Regions from separate parts of the Mus musculus genome. Here region 2 is linked to region 1. A link is a contact called in public promoter capture Hi-C data. All regions are on one chromosome and are shown on one strand. Each heading gives the region's core, a stretch centred on a gene start, on an enhancer-like site or on the middle of the called end of the contact. The rest is flanking DNA. Distances are from core to core; before and after follow the strand shown. Region 1 holds the start of Mrpl43 (mitochondrial ribosomal protein L43). Region 2 holds the start of Pcgf6 (polycomb group ring finger 6).

Evidence for each region. Promoter capture Hi-C pulls out the DNA fragments that hold promoters and counts their contacts.
Region 2: a promoter capture Hi-C map of embryonic stem cells shows a contact between it and region 1, with 3 times the contacts expected there. The contact joins the promoter of Pcgf6 here to the promoter of Mrpl43 in region 1.

What each region holds. Positions count from the first base shown.
Region 1 is chr19:45,003,521-45,011,482 of GRCm38.p6, forward strand. It overlaps Mrpl43 (mitochondrial ribosomal protein L43), which reads right to left and starts at 2,922. Exons shown (of 3, transcript NM_053164.3): 1 at 2,744-2,922; 2 at 2,543-2,649; 3 at 1,494-2,420. The coding sequence starts at 2,874. The coding sequence ends at 2,179. Twnk (twinkle mtDNA helicase) reads left to right here and starts at 3,038. Exons shown (of 5, transcript NM_153796.4): 1 at 3,038-4,855; 2 at 5,760-6,000; 3 at 6,612-6,719; 4 at 6,898-7,039. The coding sequence starts at 3,610.
Region 2 is chr19:47,046,476-47,054,437 of GRCm38.p6, forward strand. It overlaps Pcgf6 (polycomb group ring finger 6), which reads right to left and starts at 4,431. Exons shown (of 10, transcript NM_027654.3): 1 at 3,976-4,431; 2 at 2,515-2,614; 3 at 2,325-2,421; 4 at 1,633-1,688; 5 at 1,472-1,531. The coding sequence starts at 4,344.

The DNA.
Region 1 (7,962 bases), core at 1,672-4,171:
TGCTGAGTCGGGCAGGTACAGGGACCATGAGTTAGGGGCTCATTTTACTCCCTGATGATGATGTTAAGGGGGACAAAATCAGAGCGGCTCAAGAAGTCACAAGGATTCCCAGCGTTTGCTCCTGGCCCCCCTCCTGTATCTTTGCAGACAGGGAATCTCACTGTTATTTGAGCTGTTGCCAGCTCCTAGATCTGTGCAACTACTGATGCACAATAACAGCTCCTTGTTGTGTGTGTGCACATATGCTTGACCATGCCAGGGTGCATATGTGCAGGTCAGAGGACAAGGCCAGAGAACCTGTTTGCTGCTTCTCTCACTATGTGAGATCTAGGGGGACCAAACTCAAGTGGCCAGGGATTGCCTTTATATATCGAGCCATCTACCCAGCTCTGCCTTTATATCCTGAGCCATCTACCCAGCTCTGCCTTTTTTTTTTTTTTTTTTTTAAAAAGACATGGTCTTACTGTGTAGTCCTCACTGGCTTAGAACCCTCTATGTAGACTAGGTTGGCCTTGAACTCATCTATCTGGCTGCCTCTGCCTTTCAAGTGTTGGTGATTAAAAGCTGTACCACCACATGAAGGCCTTTCCCTTCCCTCTCTGACTCCCCACTGCCTGATACCCTTAAACACCATGAACCCTGGAACCATCCAGGTCCCCAGAACCATAACAGACGGTCACTGATTGCTGTGTGGTTGCTGAGCATTGAACCCCAGGCCTCCAGAAGAGCAGCAAGTGGTTTTAACCCCTGAGCCACCTTGCAGCCCTTGCCTTGATTACCGTAAGTCTGGAAGCCGCTTCCTGCTGGCTGTGCTCCTCCCCAAGCTTTTCAGCACGTCCCACTCCTCCATCCAGGGAGAGACATGGCTCCGTTCTGTGAGGGGACCTGCTCTGAGATGCTGAGTCACACTGCCTTTGACACTAACCATTGAAAGGTTTTATGTTCTGCTTCTAGTTTGGAGTTAAAAGACTGGCTTATGCTGAAACTACGCCTACACCGTGAGCCGAGCACAGTGGCGCACACCGTTAGTCCCAGCACTTGGGAAGCAGAGGCAGACAGGTCTCTGTGAGTTTGAAGCCAGCCTGGTCTACATAGTGATCCTGGACAACCAGAGCTACATAGTGAGATCTACATCTTGAGAAAAAGTACAAATTTTTGAATTGTGACTTTGAGAGGCTAGAGAGATGGCTCAGGTGGATAAAAGACTGACTGTTCTTTTAAAAGACACAAGTGCAATTCCCAGCACCAACATGGTGGCTCACAACTGCCTGTAACTCCAGTTCCAGGGGACCCTACACTGTCTTCTGGCCTCCATGGACACTGCATGCGCACCGTGCACAGAAATACATGCAGGCATGTATTTATACACATGATAGATAATCAATCTTCAAATATAGTCTTTTTTTTTTAAACACTGCTTTTTTTTTTAAAGATTTATTTATTATATGTAAGTACACTGCAGCTGTCTTCAGACACACCAGAAGAGGGAATCAGATCTTCTTACAGATGGTTGTGAGCCACCATGTGGTTGCCGGGACTTGAACTAAGGACCTTTGGAAGAGCAGTCGGGTGCTCTTACCTGCTGAGCCATCTCACCAGCCCCTTCAAATATAGTCTTAATGACTTCAGTTTTCTTTTTCTTTTTTATTTCATTTTTAGTTTTTGAGACTGGGTTGTCCTGGAACTCACTCTGTAGACCAAGCTGGCCTTAAACGCAGAGATTCATCTGCCTCTGCCAACCAAATGCTGGGATTAAAGGTTATGCACTACCAACGCCAGGCTCATCTTCAACTTCCTAAACTGCACACAAACACGGATATAAGGTGCCTTGCCCAATGCCATACCAGCAAGAGCAACAGGGCATCCCGTGTCCTTCAGAAGACAGCCTCCAGACTCTTTCATGTGTTTTGAAGTCATTATTATTCGTATTTCAGAAAACACGGTCCTTGTACAAGTGTTGTACACTTCTCACATCTCAGCTTGCAAGGAGGCCAATTGAATCAGAATTAGGGTATTCACAAGGTCACTGCACCTAGCTACAAGTGGGCAAAGGAAAAGGTTCTTCTTTATCTCAGGCCACGCCCCGGCTGGTAGGCTCCACCCACCTACTCGGCCTGAGCTTGAAATCCAAAAGAGGAACCAATCCTATCCCTCTCACGGTCCAAAGCGCCTGGTTCTTTACTGTGCTTGCATCGAAGCTGGAGCAGAATCCCGGAGTTCTCTGGGCCGCAGCCCGTGGAGGGCAGTCCGTTTGTTGGTGAAGGGGTGCCACTGGCCCTGGATGCTCGGGTTGTCCGTGTGGAAGGGCTTGCGGATGCGGATCACATCCAAGCCGGACTGGTCTGCCAGCTTCTGCACCAACGACTTGATCTCCTCCACCGACTTGCTGTTGACGTTTTCCTCGCGCACAGCCCCATTAACTGGGAGAGGGACGTGGAGGGGATGAGTGGAAGGCGCCAGGTCGGAAATCAGACAAACAGAACGCAGCGGGCAAGCCGGGATCCCGCGCCGCCCACCCCCGCCCTAGCTCGGCCCCACTCACGGTATTCGGCCACTATTCGTGGCATGGCGCACGGGCGCGGGTTCACGTATACTACGACTCCTGGGTTCCGTCGGGCGAAGTCGGTCACCTCGCGTTCCACGAACTCCCTGCGAGACCCGGCGAAGGTGAGTACGGTGGCCCGAACCCAGCCCCATAGCTCCCCGCCTCCCTTTCCGGCGCTCCCGCTTCCGCGTGCCTCACCTGGCGCCGCGGGACGAGGGCGCATCCCGGCTGAGGCTGAGGCTGAGGCGCTGCAGCTGCTGCACGTAACGCCCTAGCCCATTATGGAGGACGCTGGTCAGAAAGCGGCTCGAAGTCCCGCGACCGGTCATGGCTACGGTTAGAGAGCCAGGACGCGGAGCCGGGGGGCGGGACTAACCGGTGACTTCCGGTTCCGGGGTTGTGGCATGGGCGCCCTGGAGAGTTTTGCTTCCGGAGTCACCGCGAGTAGCGCGTGCGAGCGGGCGACCCACGTTGCGGACAGAACACTAGAAAGGAGAGTGGTGACGCGAAGCTGGGGGCGGGAGCGTGGAGCTTTGAAGTGGAGGGCAGAGCAAGGGAGCCAGTGAGGAAGCCGGGCCGGAGCGCGTGACCTCCAGCAGTGTGGAGAGTGCCTGTGAGCGCTGGGGGCTCGGAGCGCCTGGAGTTGGGGTTCAGACGGGATGCAGAAAGCGGTAGAGATGAGGTTAGCCAGGAGAGTCCGTAGAGGGGTAGTAGACGTGAAGAGATGATACAGAGAAGCCGTTTAGATCGAGGGACCGTAGAAGGATCTAGAAGTGAGCTGGTGGAGAGAAATCCGTAAAGGACCTAGAGATAGGAGAATCCTCAGAGAGAGGCGTAGACGCGAAAGGGCAGTGTAGGTGTGTAGGGATGAAGTAGCAATACACAGGCAACCGAGGGGAGTAAGAACTGTGTTCGTGAAGAAGTTTGAGGAGGGATAAAGAGAAAAGCCAGTAGGAGTGATTTCTGCGAGTGCCTTGTAGAAGGTTTCCTAGGGTCTGGTTTAGTGAAGGCACTGAACCAGACAACAAAAGCTTTTGCAGTAGTGGCGTCCCACTCCATTAGGAATGTGGCTTCTTCTCCGACGTGCATATCCCCTCCGGATCTTGCTGCCACTGCGTGGCGAGTGGGTGGGTAGGAGGGGCCTGCCCAGAAGCTTGGCGCCAGGCCCTCCCCGCAGAAGGTACAGAAAAGAAGCGCTCCCAGCCTTAGAGATGCCAGTGTCGCCGGTGACTACGACTGAAATCCGCCAGTATTTACGTGCACATGGGATCCCCTTCCAGGATGGCCACAGCTGCCTTCGAGCACCAAGTCCCTTTGTGGTGTCCTCAGACATCAAAAATGAGAAAAAGGACGCTCCCACTTCCTTCTGCCTCTTCATTGACAAGACCACAGGACACTTTCTTTGCATGACCAGCCTAGCAGAAGGGAGCTGGGAAGACTTGCAGGCCAGTGTGGAGGGACGAGGGGATGGGGCCAAAGAGGGTGTCCTACTTAGGGAAGGCCCAGAAGCTGAGGTTAGGGAGGAGGTCTTGAGGATCTGGAACCGAGCCATACCTCTTTGGGAGCTTCCAGACCCTGAGGAAGCCCAGCTAGCTCGTGTGATGTTTGGCCTTACCAAGGTGACAGATGACACACTCAGGCGATTCAGTGTCCGCTATCTTCGATCTGCTCGAAGTCTGGTCTTCCCTTGGTTCACCCCTGGGAGCTCAGGATTACGTGGCCTGAAGCTACTAGGGGCTGAGGGTCAGGAAAATGGAGTACAGTATGTAGAGACCACCATCCCCCGGCCTGGTGTCTATCACAACCTATTTGGATTACCACTGATCAGCCGGAGAGATACTGAGGTGGTTGTGACAAGTCGTGAACTGGACAGCCTGGCCTTGAGCCAGTCGACGGGGCTGCCAACCCTTTCCCTACCCCGAGGGACAGTCTGCTTACCCCCAGCCTTACTGCCTTACCTTGAACAGTTCCGTCGGATTGTGTTCTGGTTAGGAGATGACCTTCGATCCTGGGAAGCTGCCAAACTGTTTGCTCGAAAACTCAACCCCAAGCGATGCTCTCTGGTGAGGCCTGGGAACCAACAGCCTCGTCCCCTGGAGGCCTTAAACCAAGGCTTAAGTCTTCCCCGTATTCTTCGTACCGCCCTACCTGCCTGGCACAAGTCTATTGTGTCTTTTCGGCAGCTCCGAGAGGAGGTTTTAGGAGAACTGTCAAATGTAGAGCAAGCGGCTGGTGTCCGTTGGAGCCGCTTCCCAGACCTGAATCGTCTGCTGAAGGGACATCGGAAGGGCGAGTTGACGGTCTTTACAGGTGACTCTATAAGATCACTGCTTCGGAGCTGGAGAGACGGCTCAGTGATTAAGAGTACTGGCTGCTTTTGCAGAGGACTTGGAGTTATATTTCCATCACCCATATAGTGGCTCACAACTGTCTGCAGCTCCAGTTCTGGGGGGATTTGATGCCTTCTAAGGACACCAAGCGTACCTGTAATCCATAGACACACATGCAGCTAAAACACCCATATCCATAAAGTAGTATTATAAAAATATCAGTGACTTAGGTAAAGGATTAGACAAGATGGTGACAAAGTATGTGGGGTTTGGCCATTGGCAGTGTCTATGTGCATGAATGCTTCGCTTATGTGTGTATATCACTTGGAACTGGACTTGCAGATGGTTGTGAGCCACCACGTGGGCGCTGGGAATCAAATCCAGGTCTTCTGCAAGAGCAACAAGTGCTCTCAATTACCGCTTCATCTCTCCAGCTCCCTGCTGGCAGTGTTAAAAGGAGGCTTCCCCTCTCAACTTTGACTGGAATCTTGGTTCAAAGACCAGACTTTCATCTCCTTTTTTGTTTGTTTCTTGTTTTAAAGATGTATTTATTATATATATATGGTTACGCTGTAACTGTTTTCAGACACACCAGAAGAGAGCATCAGATTTCAATACAGATGGTTGTGTGAGTCACTGCATGGTTGCTGGGAATTGAATTCAGGACCTCTGGAAAAGCAGTCAGCATGCTTAACTGCTGAGCCATCTCTCCAGCCCTCTGTTTTTGTTTTTGGTTGTTTGAGACAGGGTCTCTCTGTGTAGCCCTGGCTGTTCTGGAACTCTATAGACGAGGCTGGTCTTGAACTAAGAGACGCTCCTGCTTCTGCCTCTCATGTGCTGCCAGACTCTCCTCTTAACTCAGAGCTTTGTCCGTCCCCCTATAGGGCCAACAGGCAGTGGCAAGACAACATTCATCAGTGAGTATGCCCTGGACTTGTGTACCCAGGGAGTGAACACACTGTGGGGTAGCTTTGAGATCAGCAACGTGAGACTAGCCCGGGTCATGCTGACCCAGTTTGCTGTGACACGGCTGGAAGAGCAACTGGACAAGTATGAAGAGTGGGCAGACCGTTTTGAGGACCTGCCTCTCTACTTCATGACTTTCCACGGACAACAGAGCATCAGGTAAGACCCTCAGAGCCCAGTTACTTTTTTTTTTTTTTTTTTTTTTTAAATTTATTTATTTATTATATGTAAGTACACTGTAGCTGTCTTCAGACACACCAGAAGAGGGCGTCAGATCTTGTTACAGATGGTTGTGAGCCACCATGTGGTTGCTGGGATTTGAACTCCGGACCTTCGGAAGAGCAGTCGGGTGCTCTTACCCACTGAGCCATCTCACCAGCCCACCCAGTTACTTTTTAAGGAGATAATTAATTAATTAGAGACAGGTCTCTCTTGATAGCTCTGGCTGTCCTGGATTTCATTATGTAGACCAGGCTGCCCTTGAGTTCACAGAGCTCCACCTGCCTCTGTCTTCAGAGTGCTGGGATTAACTGGTGTGTGTCACCATTCCTAGCCTTGCCTTTCATTTTGAGAGATCACATCATATCTTTGATTCCTTTTCCAGCTTCAGTGAGACTCCCAGCCAGTCTTTTTAGACAGGCTTGGGGTTTTCAGAGAACAGGAGGTCAGAAGAGCGGGTCTTCATCAGTGTTTTCAGGATGCAAGCTCTTTCCTCTGGAGTGTCCTGAGGCTACTTGAAGACTATTTAAATGGCCGCTTCTCTTCCCCAGGTCCGTCATAGACACAATGCAACATGCTGTCTACGTCTATGACGTCTGTCATGTAGTCATTGACAACTTGCAGTTCATGATGGGTCACGAGCAGCTCTCCTCTGACAGGTGAGTTCTTCTTGTCTAACTGAAACACACTTGTCTTCTCTTGAAGCTGTGCAGACTCGAGTGGGAAACCCTTAGGTAGCGAGTGTAATGGCTGGGACAGTTTGTGTGGAGTGCCTTGCTCAAGGGTTTGTATACTCCACCCGATAACCTCTTCTGTGGCTGAACTTCGTTGCCGCAGGATTGCAGCTCAAGACTACATTGTTGGAGCCTTTCGGAAGTTTGCTACAGACAACAGTTGCCACGTGACTCTGGTCATTCACCCTCGGAAAGAAGACGACGACAAGGAACTGCAGACAGCATCCATTTTCGGCTCAGCCAAAGTGAGTTGGCTCTGAGGAGTTAGAGAGGTGTAGCCAGAAACAGTCCTCTTCGGCCTGAGAGGCTCATGACTGCCCTGAACAGAAGAAAGACGTGGGCTCTGGGGCCATGGGTGAGGGATACCAGGGATGGTAGTTGGTTCCTTGAGGCCTAGGATTCACTTTGCTAGCAGCAGAGAGTGAGAGCTGGTGGTTGCAGCTCCGTGGATTGAGCTGAGATAGGCAGCACAGGTTCTTGAGGAGTGGACAGTGAGTCATCCTGTGACCTCGGGGAGACTTCCCAACCAAAGTCATGCTAACATTCCAGACAGTAAGTGTCAGGTTATCAAACACATGGGGAGGCCTCTGAGCCACAGGGCCAGCCCTGTCCTGAGGTCTCCAGCGGTCTGCTCAATTCTTTTTCCATGCAAGGTCTCAGCTAGGCAAGCAGAGTGGAGGCTGAGTTGCAAAAACTGTATTACTCTGAAACAAACATGGAACTAGAGTAATGCAGAAGGCACCGTAGGGGGTCAAAGGAGGCCCTACGGAAGTGACACATGAATAGTGAGAGTAAGGTGGGCAGGTAAGACGGACCACCATGAGGAGAGGCATGGAAAGCAGGAGCCACAGCACAGAGTCTGAGACGGGCGAGTTAGTTACAGCTGGGAGACTCAGCAGCTCCAGCATCTGATATGATTAGATGTTTAAAGAGCTTGGTGACAAGGGGGTACTGTTTCCTTTTTTAAAAATAAAATGTATTTAATGTGTATGGGTGTTTTACCTGCATGTATGTCTGTGCACCACCATGCATATTGGTATCCACAAAGGCCAGAAGAAAGCATTGAATTCCCTGGGACTGGAGTTACAGACATTTGTAAGCTACCATGGAGGTGCTGGGAATTGAACGTAGGTCCTCTGAAAGAGCAGCCAGTACTCTTAACTGCTGG
Region 2 (7,962 bases), core at 3,181-5,680, 2.0 Mb after region 1:
ACTGCTCTTCCACAGGTCCTGACTTCAATTCCCAGCTCAAAACCATCTATTAAGAGATCTGGTGCCCTCTTTTGGCATGCAGGTGTACATGCAGGTAGAATGCTGTATACATAATAAATCTTAAAAAAAGAGAGAGACAGACACACACAATAGGGACCACTCCCCAGTGGAAGGCAGACATGACTCATTTATCAGGGTCACAGAGAGTTCATTAAAACAGTACAGCACTTATAGATAACACTTTACAAATACCATGTACAATTACTGAGGTTAGCATGCTACATATACTCTCATTTAATCCTTGTAAAGTGTATTACATCTGCACTTTAAAAAAAAACTGATAAAGAAACTGAACCCTAGTGGATGAAACAATCTGCTTAAGGTCACAAAGTAACAGAAGAAGCAGGATTTCAGCCCTAATCTACCTGAGCTCCATGTGGCTATTACACATAAGTTACTTTGTGCCCAGCGTTAGTAAAAGTGCTGGTATCAGCAGGGCAGTGGTAGCACATGCACTTAACCCTAGCACAGGGGAGGCAGAGGCAGGTGGACATCAATGAGTTCGAGGCCAGCCTGGTCTACAGAGTGAGTTCCAGGACAGCCAAGGCTACACAGAGAAACCACGTCTCAAAGAAATGTGTTTAATAATGTCATATTCATCTTTATTTTAGACATGTTTGTTAAAGTCACCTAACCTAATAAAGTGGCAGCGCTAGGAACAAACTCACAAAATCTAGCGCCTGAGTCTGTTCATCTCTCTCTCACTCACACTTTCCTTTTTTTTTAGGTTTTTCGAGACAGGGTTTCTCTGTGTAGCCCTGGCTGTCCTGGAACTCACTCTGTAGACCAGGTCCGCCTGCTTCTGCCTCCCAAGTGCTAGGATTAAAGGCGTGCGCCACCACGCCCGGCTTACACTTTCCTTTTTTAAATGAAGTGTTTCATCATGTTGCCCGAGCTGGCCTTGAACTCACGGCAATCCTCCAGACTCAGGTTCCTGAGTGCTGAGCTCACAGGCTTGAACTACTACACCCAGTCAGTCCTCTTAGTTCTTACAAAATGTTACTTGGGTTACCCTGCAGCATTACCTTCAAAGCACCCGTGATGGTTGTTTTCATTTTCATTCCAATTGACTTAACCAAGAATCACCAGGGAAGGGTCTTAAGGAGGGACGAGAGCAAGCCTGGGAGGACCCACCCCAAAAGTGGGCGGTGGCATCCCCTGGGTTTGAGTCTTAGACTGTATGAGAGAGACAACTGTATGAGCAGGCAGCAAGTGCCGTCTCTTGGTACTGGTTCTCCCTCACTCCCCGGCTTTCCCTGTAGGGTGATGTAACCTGAGCTGTGAGCTAACTAAACCTCTTCTAGCCCGAGTGGCCTCCACTAGGTCTACTTGTGACAGGACAGGAATGAGGACAGCACCTCAACAACAGTTTGTTCTTTAATCTGTGAATGCAGAACACATCCAAACTTACCAGGCTTGGGGACTTCTAGACCTCTTTCTTTATAGAAGTCATGCATTTGCTTTTTTTCTCCTAAAAAAATGATAAAACACAGACTAAATTACTACACTTACGATGTAACTAACAGAGACAGAGACTTTGGGATTCACAACTATGAAATAAAAGAAACTTACTTTCCTCTAGATTGATCACTAATTTGTATACTATGTCTTGTAACTGCCGGTCCAACCTAATAAAAAGAAGAATGGAGAATATCTCAGAATCCAAAAAAGAATTTAGGTACAAAATGAATTCACTATTTTCTCTTAGGAGCATTGCTCCTTGGTCTTGCATGCTTGGTAAGAACGTGAACTTGATGCCGGACTGCATTTTAATTGCTGCGTTCCATCTCAGCTGCAGAGACGGAGACGAGCATTGGCTGCTCTTCCAGAAGACCATCTGTGACTCTCAGTTCCAGAGAATCCAACCATCTCCTGTGACTCCAAAAGCCCCAAGTACACATGTGGTACACATGCACACATAAAAGTTAAAACAAACAGACTGCTGAAGCTAGGTGCTGTGCTGCACACGCCTTTAATCCCAGACTCGGGACGCAGAGGCATGTGGATCTGAGGTTAAAGCCAGCATGGTCTACACACTGAGTTTTGCTTTTAAAGTCTCCAGCAGATCTAGCCGTCTGTGCCTGATACACAGTAAGTGCTCCACACACACTTCTTGTGCAGTTCCCTTCCTTCTCGTTTTGATAGCATTCAAAGGATTTACCCCCAACTGCACAATGTCAAGATTTCAGAAAAAAAAAAAAAACAAAAAACACTGGCAACAATGATTTTAAATGTGGATACATTTTAAGTGTGTATATTCTTACCTTATATTATAAAGAGGCTGAGTCTGGTGGACAACTATGTTGCATTTTGGGCATCTGTTACTATAGTAAAAATGTCTCACAATGCAGCTTTTACAAACTAGTGAAAGAGAAAAAATGTTTAATTTAGGATGGTTTACAGACATCTTCACATTTTTAAAACACCATTCGGAAATGCGAACTATGTGCTTACAGGTATGAAGACACTCTGTAATGGTGGTTGCATCTATCAGGTAACCTTTGCAAATCGAACACAGGATGTAGGGGGTCAGCTCGACAAGGTTTATCAGGCGCTGTAAGTGCAACAGTAACCATTTTAGGATACAAGCCTTTCCCTTCTCAAATTCAGAAGCTAGCTGCAAGTAGGAAGTCTAATGCCTATATTCCAACTTACACAAGTCAGCTGTGACATCTGAGCCCAAGAGTGTTGGTAGGGTCTGGACTCCACCCCCACAGTTACTTGGCAACAGCCAGGTATGCTCCTCCCCACAGTTACCTGGCAACAGCTAGGTAGGTTTGGCCCACTATAAAAGGGACTGCTTGCCCCCTCCTCTTACTCCTGCTTCTCTCCCTTGCCTCTTCCCTCCCTTGCTCCATCTCTCTCCCCATTCCCTTCCCGCCCTCTCTACACGTGGTCATGGCCCTCCTCCACTTCTCTACTCTGTCTCTCTCTCTCTGCCTCTACTACCCTCTTAACTTCCCTCCCCATGCCCTGAATAAACTCTATTCTATACTATATCGTCGTGTGGCTGGTCCCTCAGGGGTAAGGGATGCCTTGGCATGGGCCCGCTGGGGCACCCCCTTCCCCCACACCTCGCCACACCCCCATAGAACATATATTAATACCCCTTTATCTTTTTAAAATCACAACATCAAACCCAGTCCAAAGCCAACACTACAAGGTCTCATTTCAAAACAAGTTAAGCCATGATCCCAAGATTTCATTATAAGCAGTGTAACTTAATTGCACTCCAACCCTTCAAAATATCCAATCTAAAGAAAACACTGTATCTAAGCGGTCCCAGTTCTCTGACATATAGGAAACTAACAGTGAAAGGCACCTGTTCTTTTGTTGGTTTACAAAAAGCCCTTAAACCTGCCTGGTCTCCCCACATTACCAAGGATGACTTTGAACTTGCTGCCTCTGCCTCACGAATGTTGGTAGTAACAAGTGTCTACTACCACATCCAGTGTAGACAGTGCTGTGACTCGAACTCCGAGCGTCCTGCAGGGCAGAGATACACTGTATCAACTGGCCTACACCCTATCCCCGGGATGCCTTTCTTCACACATTTGTTATTTATTTTTAATGGGGGAGGGGTCCCAAACCCTCTCAACATCCTGCAGAAAAAAAAGAGTACACCTGCCAGTAGCCTTAGACATCTAACTCCCTCCACGTTACGCAAAGACTTTTACAGAATGTAAAAAAAACAAAAACAAAAACAAACAAAAAAACGGGACCCAGAGTGCCCTAAATGATCTGCAAGGACTCCACAAAATAAATGAAGCCGGAGAGAGGCCACGCCTGGGTGGGCGGGGATGGAGCGCTACACAAGCGCCGCGAGCTCCAGCGACAACGGCAACCACAGGTCTGCGCCCCGCTGGGTCCCAGAGGCCGCTCGAGCGCAGCCAGGTCTGGCAGGGTCGTCGATACCTCCTCCTCGTCCTCGGAGTCTGCCCGTCCGGACTCCAGACGCAGAGAGAAGTGGCTCATCTCTTCCTCCTCCTCTTCTTCCTCCTCCATCTCCTCCTCCTCTTCCAACTCTTCATCGTAGTCCTCGAAGCGGCCTCTCAAGCGGCCCAGGCTGCGCTCGGGCTCCAACGCCGGGGGCCGAGAGCGAGAGCAGCCGGCAGCGCCCGCCTGGCCCAGGGACGCCGGGCCCTCCTCGCCGGCCGCGGGTGCCGGGATGAGGGCGGGCGGAGAGATGGGAGGCGGAGGCGGTGGCGGTGGCGGCATGGCTGAGGCTCGCTTGGCCTCAGAGGCGCGCTTGTTTTCCGTGGCGTCCGTCTCAGCCTCGTCCATGGCGGGGATCAGAAATCTGGCGAGTTGAGAGCGAGGCAAGGCGAGTCGGACGGCTAGCGCGCGAGTTGAGCACGAGCCCCCTTTCGTACCAGTGCGCAGGCGCCGGCGCTCCGCAGAGGCCGCTGGGAAGTGTGGTTCACCTAGGCTACCTAGGTGAGGCGGAGCTGCTCAGGTTGGGGCGGGGCGTGTGGGCCACGCCTTGAAGGAAGCTCACCGGTTTTCGCGGTCGAAGCCTGCAGTGTGCTGTTCAGGAGAGTCTAAAATGCTACAGTTTCAGTATTTTACTTGCACCAGTTTATTCATGGAACATTGAACTCTAGATGCCATGTGTTCTTGAATTAGGAGTGATGGTTTCATTTTGAGGACTAATTGTGGTTTTCCGTCCATGGTTAATGGCATCTATCTACTTAGTAAGACCTTGTCTCACCAAACAAACAAACAAAAACCCTAAGCTGGCTCAGCAGGTAAAAAATTTGCCTCCAAGTGTGACGACCTGAGTTCAATACCCATGTTAGAGGGAGAGAACTGATTCGCGAAATGATTTCTGAGAAATGAGGGGGAAAAGTTAGAGGACAGCTTTGATAAGAATAACCACATAAGCCAAGTATGGTTACCTACTTATTAATTTCAGCCTTGAGTAGGCAGAATGTTAGAGCCAAGGAATTTGAGACCCACCTGGGCAGCACTCCAACACCCCTGTCTCCAAAAGGAAGAGAAAAGTTCCAGACCTTACCCACTGAAGGGTGTCTTTGGACTTTTGAACACTATTGAGACAGTTAAACGTGGAGGTGTCTTGAGCTGGAAAGATGGCTCCAGCTGTTAAGAGCACTTCGATGCTCGTGCAGAGAGGCCCTTTAAGAAGAACCCCTCTTCCAAGCACCCAAATGGCTGTTCACAACCATCTAGTTCCAGATGCTGTCTTTTGTCCTCTCTGGGCACCAGGGATGCAAATGGTGAACATACATATATGCAAGCAAAACATGCTACACATAAAAATGAAAAATAAATAAAATATAGTTTTCAATTGGAGCCAAGTGGTAAAGGAACCTTTAATCCCAGCACTGAGGCAGAAACGGGCAAATCTCTTGAGTCCTAGGCCAGTCTACAGAGTGAGTTCCAGGATAGCCAGAGCATAACAGAGAAACACTGTCTAAAACAAACAAACAAACAAACAAACCCAGGGCTGGCTGGAAAGATGGCTCAGCAGTTAAGAGCACTGACTGCTCTTCCAGAGGGCATGAGTTCAAATCCTAGCAACCACATGGTGGTTCACAACCATCTGTAATGGGATCCTAAGCCCTCTTCGGGTGTGTCTGAAGACAGCTACTGTGTATATAAAGTAAATAAATCTTTAAAAAAGGCCGGGCGTGGTGACACATGCCTTTAATCCCAGCACTCAGGAGGCATAGGCAGGCTGATTTCTGAATTCAAGGCCAACCTGGTCTACAGAGTGAGTTCCAGGACAGCCAGGGCTACACAGAGAAACCCTGTCTTGAAAAACAAAAACAAAACAAAACAAAAATCTTTAAAAAATAAAACAGGGGCTGGAGAGATGGCTCAGCGGTTAAGAGCACTGACTGCTCTTCCAGAGGTCCTGAGTTCAAATCCCAGGAACCACATGGTGGCTCACAACCATCCTTAATGAGATCTGAAGACAACTACAGTGTACTTACATATAATAAATAAATAAATAAAATCTTTAAAAATAAACAAGTAAAAATAAAACAAACAAGAAAAGATGTAGAGGCTCCCGAAAGTTGGACTAAACACATTTTTCCATTATGAGATAACCCAGGAACCTATGGGGACTGAGAGGAACATGCTATGGTTTGAATATGGATGTCCCTCCACAGGTTTGTGTTTGAACACGTGGTCCCCAACTGGTGGTCCTGTTTGGGAGTTATGAAACCTCTGGCTTGTGTGACCTAGCCAGAAGTGGTGATAACTACAGGCAGGTTTGAAAGATATCCACTTCTGGTCCTGGACTGAGCTCTCTGCTGCTTCACTCAAATGACACATGAAGACTTACGGCTCAAACTCCTGGCACTACAGAGACGCCCCGACATACACTACAGGAATCTTCTGAGGGCATCAGCCTCTCGAGTGCCGGGATCACAGGCACAAACTGCCTTCCCACTCTTGTCTCTAACACGCCAAATGACAAAAGAAAATACAGACTGGATAAAATCAGGATAAAAGAGCTAAATAAAAAAAAAAAACATAGCTCTTGGGCTGGAGAGATGACTCAGCAGTTAAGAGCACCGACAGCTCTTTCAGAGGTCCTGAGTTCAATTCCCAGCAACCACGTGGTGGCTCACAGCCATCTGTAATGGGGTCTGATGCCCTCTTCTGGTGCATCTGAAGAGATCAATGGTAGTGTACTCATATGCATAAAATAAATAAATCTTTAAAAAATATATAGTTCTTTTATACTGATAAACATCATAAAGAAGAAATGATATTGATGTGTACCCTCCATTGATCATTGAACATTCCATAAAACTTTCTACCTGGTATCTGTATACCCCATTGTTTGAGTAAACCTGAAACAGGAGAGAAAAGCCAGAGAGTGTATATGAAGCCTGAGTCCTGGTACGAGTGGTATCTCAAAGCACTAAAGCCAGCATGGGCTTTTCAGAAAACACACTGAGGTGGAATGGTTAGGCATCTAGGGAGAAAAGTTAAAACAGTAGAAGAAGTTGCTCGTTCTCTTCTATCTTCAAGGAAATCTAGAACTATGATTGAACCTTGGTCAACCCCTGGAACTGTGGTCATTAGTATTTATTTTCTGTCAATGATTGATGGTGGTTTCCATGTGTGTACCTGGGGCAATGAACCAAGCTGTGCCAGTTTGTCACATGGCTTTGTACAAATGACAGGATTTATGATGTGTGCGTGCGTGTGTGTGTGTGTGTGTGTGTGTGTGTGTGTGTGTGTCTGTGTGTCTGTGTGTTTGTGTGGTTTCACTGTTGGAGAACTGACTTTCGAGACAAGAGTTGTGGCTGGCTATATAGCAAGAGAGGAAGAGAGGCACTCTTTGTTTTTGGTGTTTGTTTGCTGGGTTATTTGTTGTTATTTGTTTGTGTGTGTGTGTGTGTGTGTGTGCTTGGTTTGGGGTTTCTTTTGTTTTGTTTTTGAGACTGGGACTTGCTGGTCCAGAATTGACGATGTAGACTAGGCTGGCCTCAGACTCAAGAGATTTCATCTGAGTTTCGTCTGATGCCTCTCTAGTGAAGGTATTAAAGGAGTTCACCACAGCTGGCCCCGGCCTGCTACTGAATCTCAGATGTAGTTTCAGAGGACTACCAGGCTTTCAAAGCAGGGGCTGGCGTAGGGGTGGGGTGCTTCCGGAATACTCCCTTTCAGCAGCAGCAGCACCACCACCACCATCTTCATCATCATATTTGTGTTTGTGTGCGCACGTGTGCAATATGTGTATGTGGGAAAGTGCATTTACCACAGAGCATGTAGAAATGAGAAGACAATCTTGTAGAGTTGTAGTTCTCTTCTTCCTCCTCCATGTGGATACCAAGGCCCAAACTCATACCATCAGGTTTGTATCTGGTGGCAAAGTACCTTTACCTACTGAGCCATCTTGCTGGGCCCTTTAAATTCTTT